Regions from separate parts of the Anas platyrhynchos genome. Here region 1 is linked to region 2. The links are chromatin contacts, called in public Hi-C maps. All regions are on one chromosome and are shown on one strand. Each heading gives the region's core, a stretch centred on a gene start, on an enhancer-like site or on the middle of the called end of the contact. The rest is flanking DNA. Distances are from core to core; before and after follow the strand shown.

Region 1 (4,145 bases), core at 514-3,013, 170 kb before region 2:
TATTATTGGCCAGAGAAGGGCTATGAAGATGCGTAAATGTTAGGGAAACCATTTTCCGCAGGCAGCAGGAGGAAGGGTTTCAAGAACTGCTGCACAGAAGAGCAGCAAGGCTCTCCTTGGCCAGCTCAGGGCAGTATTTGGTGTCTCCCTGGGGTGTCATCGGCCCCCCAGGTCACTGAAAGCATCCCTGCTGCTCCGGGCAGGAGCAGAGAGGGGCACTGCCTGCTCCCTGCTGAGAAATCGCTGCTGGTCAGCATGGGAGAGAGGTGGATGAAAACGAAACACACAATTCGTTAGTGATATGCTCAAAGTAACTGATTTTCCTCATTTATTTTGGGGGGAGCAGTAAAGAGCCACACCAGAGCTCCTGTAGATGCTCCACACCCCGTAACAGGCTTGCCTTGGCATCACAAAATCCTCCTCTCAGGGTTAATGTCTCCTCCTCTCCCCCTCAGCTGATTGCCCAGAATTACCATATAGATTGGCAAAGCCAGGCCTGTGATTGCACAAGAGGCTTCTGCCAGGCTCCTTCCAACACCCTGAGCTCCTCGTCCTGCCTCTCACCTGCAGCCTGCTCTGGCCTCTGCCTGATGAGGAGCAGCTGATGTTTGGAAGCAAAGCCAAGCAAGGCAGCAACATAAACCAGCATCCCCCCGTTCCCCATCCCTGCACTATCATCCCCTTCTCTGCTAAATCCATTCCTCCTAAACCTGAAAAAAATCACTTTGAGGACAGCAGCATCCCCTGCCCCACAATACCCACCCAGACAGGCTCCTGCAGCAACCGCAGCCACCACCTGCACGCTTAATTCCTGCCTGCCCCAGGCCTTTGCAATAAAATGTGCTTGATTTTGTGACTGCACAGAGCAGGACGGTGCCCTTTTCCCAGCCTCAGAGCATCCTTTCTAGCCCAGGTGGACACAAGCAGGGCGGCATGATTCCTAGCCTGGGTTTGAGAGGTGAGAGCCAGCCTGGGATGCCGAGCCCTCGATGCAGGGTGAGGTTTCCCCTTGCACCCCTCTGGTATTTACCCCCGAGCAGAGATGGACAACAGACCTTTCCTCCCCAAAACATGCTGGTCCATCTGCCCTGCACTTGCCTGAGCTCTCAGAGAAGGCTGCCAGCTGCTGTGCGTGCCTTCTCTCTGGGGTGCAGCCCCCAATTTCCATTTAAATTGAGATTTTTACATTCCTTCTCCCTTAGCCCCAATGTGCCCAGGTTTACTGAGTGCCTTTGGACACTTGAATTGCGTCTGATGGGACCTGGACACCTCTCCCTGGTTAATGATGTCTCTTTGCATATAATCAGGCACCAAATGAGATAATGTTGGGGCCCTGGTACCTCCACAGCAGCTGCTGCAGCAGCAAATTGGGGCACTCAGAGTACTGAAGTCACCAGTTTGTTATCTTATCCTACAATCCAGCTTGCATTAGACTAGAGCACCTATTTATTCATTTTACTCCTACCTAGACTGCTCAGCAGTGACAGCCAGGCTCATCCTGACAGCCCCACAAGCACCCATTTCACAACCTGTCTGCAGGGCGAGCCAGCTCTGCTGCTCTCATCCCACCCATGGCAAAACCAGAGCTCCAAAAACCCAAATGACTTACCTGGGATTACAGGGCAGGACGGGAGCAGTGCTTACAACAGCACACAGAAGTCCTGACCCCCAGTTTCTGCTCCGGGACCAGCCCCGGGTAGGAATTCATTTCACCCACCTCTGAAATACAGCCAGGGATGTAGCAGCATGCTGCACAACCTCAGGGTGGAAGGAGGAGGATGCTTCCCAGCGGAACTGTGGGGCAAAATTCAGAGAAGCAGAAAGCAATCGGTGGAAAACCAAACAGGTCTGGGCTTCCAAGGACTGTCGGAGACACTAAATAAGAAGAGCTTCCCACCTCACCTCAAAGGGCTGTGTTCCAGGCCAGCAGATGACGTGAGAACAAGCAAGGTGATGACACTTGGGAATAATTCAGGCTAGTGGTCTGGCTTTCTTCTCCGAGAAATGAGCCTTAGCTCACGTTCTGCCTCGGTGCCTCCTGTCCCTGTGTCACTGGACCCTGGTGCTTTTTCTCTTTTTCCCCTCGACCTGCAGCATCTCCTCTTTCCTCACTCCTGTCCCTCACAGCACTGCGCTTCGCTCCTGGTGCTAGCAAACCTCAGGAGCTGGAAAAGCACCGCAAGGCACAGCCCTGGTGGTGTGCAGCTATGAAAGGCTGAGTGATTGCAGAGGGAGAAGAGTTTCTGGATCAGGAGGTGCCCAATTTGCCCTCACCCAGGTGCGAGGCAGCACCAAAAACTGTGTTATCCCAGCTGACCTGAGACTTGCACAAGTCAGGTTTCCTAAGGCTGTGGTTGAGGTGCCAGAGGATGAGAAGCATCTGCTCTCTGCCCCATCTCCGTGGCAGCAAAATAAAGAAGCCCCTTCTGAAGCAAAGTTAGACAAAGCATGCTTTTTGCCAAACAAAGCCCAAGTCACACAACTTTTTGGAGCTGTTACCCATTTCCCCGATGTGCAGAGGCCTGTTCCACAGCCTGGAAGCTTTTGGTTTAGCTCAGTGTCACCACCTTGGATCTTCTGGTGCAGATGCCAGGAAGGAAACAGCCCTGGCACGTAGCAGGTGGAGTCAGAGGGAGCTGGGGCACTGCACCCTCGGTAGGAGAGAGCCCCAGCCGGCTGGAGCAGGGGATTGAGAGGAACAAGGGGTCTCCTGCAGCACTCCCAAACTCCACACTAGTTAAAAGCAGACAGTAACCATACAAAAAAGAAGCCCCACCTCTATCAGAGGTTCACATCACCGTCTCTGTTGTGTTTCTTTTGCAGGTTTACCCTGCAGCTCATCGTAGATACCCGAGGTACACTGAAGCACTAGATTTTCTCCAATCTCTTTACATAAAGTCATGGATTAAAGCCCAGCACCTCACGATAAGATGATCTTATTAAATTGTTCCAAAGCAGGGAGACCAGGACAGTACCTTCACTGGCTGGGTATTACATGTAGTCCCAAATAAAGCACAACACACGTGCTACAACCCAGCTTTTAGTGGAGAAATCACCGCGTGTCCTGCAGTAACGTCCACATGAAGTCATTCACGTTGGGCCTCCTAAAAAACACTAGACAACATCATCTGAGAACAATTCCTTCTGTAAGTTAGGCTGCCCTGTCCTCTCAGAGCTGAAAAGCCCCAAGACTGTCTCAGGTTTAGACCTTTGCTGCTATGCAGGGAACCAGCTACAAATGAAGCTGAGGTTTATCAGCACTTCCACAGAGAAATCCGAGCATCGACCTTGGAAGTACGGCAAGCTCTGCTCCCCTCCCACACCGATTATGCTGAAACTTGACGATAATTGGGCTCTATTTAATAATTACCGTTCCTCTATAATTATCACTTGCTGATTTTTCTCTTTGTTAATGTTTGCAGGGAGCGGGGGGGAGGCTCTTCTGCTGTGCCAGAGAGCTAAAGATGTCTCGGAGTCGAGGCGACACGGGTGTGCTGCTCGCTGCCGCAGTGTTTAAGCGAGCACCGATCAAAACACGCTCCCAAAATCACTCGTGTCACAGTCGACAGTGAAATGCTGGGGCTGCTCGCTTGCCATTTCTACCCCGAGCAAGCCAGACACAAGCTCCAAGGTGCACAGGAGAGGCTAATTAAAGAGTACAGGTGAGCAAGGAGCGCTTCTGAAGAAGCCATTATTATTGAAATGAGACAGCAAGGCAGGAAGGATCCTTAATGAAATGGGGGAGGAAGGGAATTAGAGGGAGAACAAAGTGAAAGGGGGCAGAAGCAGACTGTGAAAAGGAAGGGGGCATGACTGATGGAAGATGTGGCACAGGGATGAAGCCAAATCTGCAATGTTTTTGCTCCCAGTTTGTCCTCTCGAGGCTGAAGGGCTCAGACACCCTCGTTACCAAAGGCCCCCAGCAAATGGTCCAGTATCCTGGGGCTAAAACGTGCTCCTTGTTCATCCCAGACTGCCCTCAGCTGTACATGTCCCAGCTTAGAGAGAGGCTGGCCCTGCTTCAGGGGCCAGGGCAGACCTTTAGCAGGCAGAATCCTTTGCTAATGAGCAAATGCCCTGCAGGATGCTCCAAAGGAGCTGCTGCCAAGCACAGCCCCAGGGCTCCAGGAAAGGTGGCTGCTCGC
Region 2 (4,567 bases), core at 345-2,844:
GGGGGCGAGGGCGTCGGATGGGGGTCCCCGGGGGGCACCGCAGGCAGGGCACGGCGCCAGCTGACCCCACAGAAGGGGTGCACGCAGCTGGGTGTGGGCTAGCACCGCTCCCATCGTGGCCACCAGCCCCGTGCCCTGCCCTGAGGCTGCTGGAGACGTCGCCACCTGGGGACCCCTCTCCGGAGGGAGCCCCTGGGTGGCACCGGGGGGGGTTCAGCCGACATCAGCACCCAGCTGGACTGCAGGGCTGGCTTCCCCCGCTGCAGGACGGCTCCAGGCACCTCAACTCCTCGCCCTAAATCCTCAGCCCCAGCTGGGCCGCATTCTGCAGCCACCACCCTGCACCCCAGGACACGACGGCAGCCTCAGCCCTCGCCTCCCTTCCCACCGGGACCCGGCGCAGGGCTCGGGGAGGTGGGGAGCAAAGCCTCTGCTCTTTCCCCCCCCCTCTGTGCACCCAAATCGGGGTGCAGAGCTGCCCACCCCCCCGGCCAGCCCCCCCACGCACTCACAGCAGCTGCACCTCCTCTTCCAGACGGCGCGGGAGCCACCCCACATCGCCGAGAGCCGAGTGCCGGGCGCGCGTCCCCAGCGCTGCCTTTTATACCCGCCCCAGCCGGAGCCAGAGCCCTGTATCCAGAGGCACCTCATTACCGGACTGGTTCCCAACTGGTTCCCTTTCGGGATCTGGGCTGGGTGATACTGGCTGGGCCGGTGGTTAGGGCTCCCTCCCCATCCCAGACAGGGAGGCGAGAGCCTGATTTGGGCACTTCAAGGCTGCAGGCAGACAGCCGGGTGCCGGGAGAACCTCGCCACCTCCCTGCCCTCTCCGCCCGCTCCCGGGGCTCTCTCCTGCCCCACGTCCACTCACCGCGGGTCCCTCGGGGCTCGGCAGGGCGCTGGGGACACAGCGGTGGCCTTGGGGACAATCCTGCCTTTCAGCAGCCCCCGAGGCCCGCGCGCATCCCAGCAATGCCGCTCCCACGCACCCGACTTCCACGGGCTCCCGGCGCGCTGCGTGGGCACCGCGGGACGGATCCTGCCCAGCCCCTCAGCACCCCCCCTCTGGGAAGCTTTAAAAGGGGATCGTGCCCCCGCCACCGGCTCTGTGGGAGGGGTCCTTTGGGATGCAGAGATGGGCTGGGGGTGCTAGACCTCGCCCAGCGTGGGGGAGGCGTTGACCTTGACCCCAGCACTATGGGCTTGAAGGCAAACTCCCAGCTCAGCCAACACCCTGGGGCCCCCCCAGCCTGCACAGACACCTCAAATTAGGGCTGCTGGGGGCCCCCAGGACACCCACCCAGCACAAATTAGTGCTGTCAGATCCCCTCGAACACCCACCCAGCACAGACACCATAATTTGGAGCTGCTGGGAACCCTCAGGGCCCCTCCCCAGCACTGATAACTCAGCGAGGGCCCCCTCCGGCAGGACCTCGGCACACCGGGGACCCCCCCCAAAAGCTCACCGAGCCCCCTGAGCGGCTCCACGCTGAAAGCTCCGCGGCGCCGAAGCATCCCCGGCACCGGGCAGGGCGCACGGGGCAGGGCGCACCGGGGGTGGGCGCACGGGGTAGGGCGCACGGGGTGGGCGCACGGGGCAGGGCGCACGGGGGGCCTCGGCCTCTTTATGGGGCCGGGCTGTGGGGCGGCACGGCCCCGGGGCGGGGCGGGGGCGGCCAGGAGGGGTGGGGGGAGTTTGGCCGCCCCCTGCCCGTGCTGCATCCCAGCTATGGGAGCGCTTTGGGGTTTTGGTACGGGGCGGGGAGAGCAAAGCCCCCTCCGTGCAAACAGGCACAAGGGGCAGAGATAAGAGCTCCGGGATCCTCGGCGGGACAAAGGCCCCTGATAACAGCAATAAAACGCCGACAAACCCCCGGGGGGGCCCGGAGAGAGGCGTGTCCCCCCCCCAGCTGCCCCACACAGACGGGACACGGGCGTGGAGCAGGAATATATTATATTTATATAGAGATCTGCTTTAATTCCTCGAAGGCAGGGTGCGAAGCGGTGCCAGCCCCCTCTCCGGTGCCTGCGTGCTCAAGCGTCCCCGTGTCCCCCATGTCCCCAGTGTCCCCCACGTCCCCATGGGTGCCAGCGAGGGACCCCACGGCACAGCCAGGCTGAGACCCGACCCCGCTCATTGCACACCCAAAAGCACCAAAGCAGCGGGGCCACCGGGGTGCCGCGGGTGCCCTCTGCTCCCCGCAGATGCTGGGGGGGCGGGTGGCGGGGGGGGGGGCTCAGGATGGGGTGGGGGCAGTGGGGGCGCCCTGGTAGCGCAGGCGGGCGTGCTTCTCGCAGTACAGCTCGTCGCCCACCCAGAAGTGTCCCCGCATCTTCAGGTTGAGGCCGCAGTCGGAGCAGGCGTAGCAGGCCGGGTGCCGGTAGCGACCCTCCTGGATCCTCACCGCTTGCGTCCTGGGGGAAAATGGGGGGGGGGGGGGGCAGGCGGCGGCTTGGGGTCACCCCACTTGTCCCCCCCCGAGCTTGTTCCATCTGTCTGTCCGTCCCTGCCTCCTTCCAACCCCTCTTAGTGCCCCCCAACTCACGCGATGCTGCTGCCGCACTTCTCGCACGTGTGCAGCTTCTGGACGCCGGCCACCGGCTTGCGGGCGCTGGGCGAGAGCCGGCTGGGGAAGGGGGCTGCAGGGCCGGCTGCGGGGACACGAAACCATCAGGGTGGTGGTGCCAACCCCTTTTTTCAGCTCCCCCCACACCTCCCAAGCTCCCCGTTTTCTCCCCGCGCCCCTCACCTCCGCCCTCGTCCTCCAGAGCCTCCTGCAGCAGGCGGAAGGTGCTGGATTGCCGCGGGGCCGCCCGCAGCTCCCGGTTCTCCTGCAGCATCTTGTACACCTCCGAGTCCTCCTCCAAGCGCCTCATGGCCGGTTCGGGGCCCGGGCTGGGGGGGAACAACACCGTGGGGAAGGGACCTGGGGGGGGCTCCGGGCACCCGAATCGGCCGCGCTGCACCCGCTGCCCGCACCTGCCCCAGCCTGCCCAAAAATCCTCCCACACCCCGACCTGCCTCGCAGGTGCGTTAACTCTTTGCAGGGTTCCCTCGGAGAGGTTTGATCCCACTCCAGATGGGCTGGGGGCTTTCCTGCCTCCGTCCTGGCCCCCAAAAAACCCCGCTCCGTACCTGCTGCGGGGGCCGGGGGAGGGCGAAGGCAGGCGCTGCTCCCTGCCCGGCTCCCAGGGGTGCGGTGGCGACGGTGGCCGGGGGGAAGGAGGCAGGAGAGGCCCTGGGGAGCTGTTGTGGTGGCTTCTTGGCTCCTGGCACGGGGAGAAAGGGGTTGTGAGAGCACCGAGGGGGCACGGGGCTGGGCTCCAGGAGCCCTGCTCCAACCCGTGCCCCCCCCTGGCCATGTGGCTGGGTGCGGGGCTGCTCCCCGTGCCGTAACCCTATGCCTGCGCCCGTTCCCCTCCCCGGCATCTGCTCCTGCTTAGCGGCGAGGCAGGAAAGGCTCAGCCCCGCTAAGTGGAAGCCGATGTTCCCGACGTTCCCGGGAGCAGCCGCCACGCAGCAGCTGCAAAACCCCCAGCAGGAACCCGCGGGGACGGGGACAAGGAAAACCCCGCACGGCCCCGCTCGCTGCCGCCTGCCCGGACCCCGTGGGGATGGAGAGAGGCGGCACCGAGGCTCCGCAGGGCCACGGGAGGGTGAAGAAGGAGCTAAAATTAGGCCCGGGTGGAGCTGGGCGCCTTGGCCTCATCCGAGGAGCCCAGCGCCAAGGGTGCAAGGAGAGGCAGGATCTGAGGGAGGCTTCGCCCCTCGCCGCAGCTTGGGGGTCCCGGCGCTTCCAGGGGCACCCCAGCTGCAGGATGCTCTGCCCCAGCCACCTCGGGGTGGTTTTGGGGCAGGGAGGGACCCAGCGGGGTCCCTCCAAAGCAAATAAAGAGCAGGGGGGGGGAAGGAGGGAGCGGGAGGGCTGCGGGAGCCAAGGGGCGGCCGGGGCCGCGGCCAAAGGCAGCTGGAACGGGCGGCGCTCGGGGCCACCGCGCTTCCCGATTTGGGCTTGGAAAACATCCCCGGGACAGAGGGGAAGGGAAGGAGGGGAGGCAAAACCTCCCGAAACCACATCAGGGAGGAGGGCTGGGGGGCCGTGGGCACCCCGGGACCAGTCGGGGTGCCGGGGGAGAGACACCACAGCCCCCACCCCGGGCACCCAGGTGGCACCCGGCACGCAGCCGGGGGCGCACCAGGTCCCTGCCCTGCCAACCAACGCCCCGGCACCCCCCCCACAAGCCCTCCCCAAACTGGTTTGGCCTCCCCAGCCTCGGTGCTGCTGCCAAAAATGCCGGGTAGGAGCGAGGAAAACATCCCAGGGCGGCGCGCCGGTGCCCAAGGGGCTGGGGGTGCCGGCGGCACCGGCGGCAGGGCCCTGGGGGAGAGAGGGGCTGGGTAATAGGGTGGGCACGGGGCTGTGTGGGGGCACGGGGGGTGCAGAGGGCAAAGATTTGGGGCTGCAAAGCCTGCCAGCACCCAGATTCACCCCAAGCAACCTCCCAAGCACCCTTCCCCTGCCCCCCGAAGTCCCCCCAGCTCCCCGCTCACCTGGGGCAGGCTGGG

Evidence for each region. A called contact is a pair of places that touch in the nucleus more often than the background predicts.
Region 1: a Hi-C map of skeletal muscle shows a contact between it and region 2, with 2.4 times the contacts expected there. The contact joins the promoter of R3HCC1 here to the promoter of C23H8orf58 in region 2. A contact is called at or near these places in 2 of 8 Hi-C or Micro-C datasets (skeletal muscle and subcutaneous adipose tissue).

What each region holds. Positions count from the first base shown.
Region 1 is chr23:2,236,117-2,240,261 of IASCAAS_PekinDuck_T2T, reverse strand. It overlaps R3HCC1 (R3H domain and coiled-coil containing 1), which reads right to left and starts at 1,763. Exons shown (of 8, transcript XM_072027279.1): 1 at 1,718-1,763. The coding sequence starts at 1,748.
Region 2 is chr23:2,070,445-2,075,011 of IASCAAS_PekinDuck_T2T, reverse strand. It overlaps C23H8orf58 (chromosome 23 C8orf58 homolog), which reads right to left and starts at 1,594. Exons shown (of 6, transcript XM_038166922.2): 1 at 1,467-1,594. The coding sequence starts at 1,515. PDLIM2 (PDZ and LIM domain 2) reads right to left here. Exons shown (of 10, transcript XM_038166921.2): 6 at 4,553-4,567; 7 at 3,137-3,270; 8 at 2,751-2,896; 9 at 2,547-2,652; 10 at 1,938-2,415. The coding sequence ends at 2,238.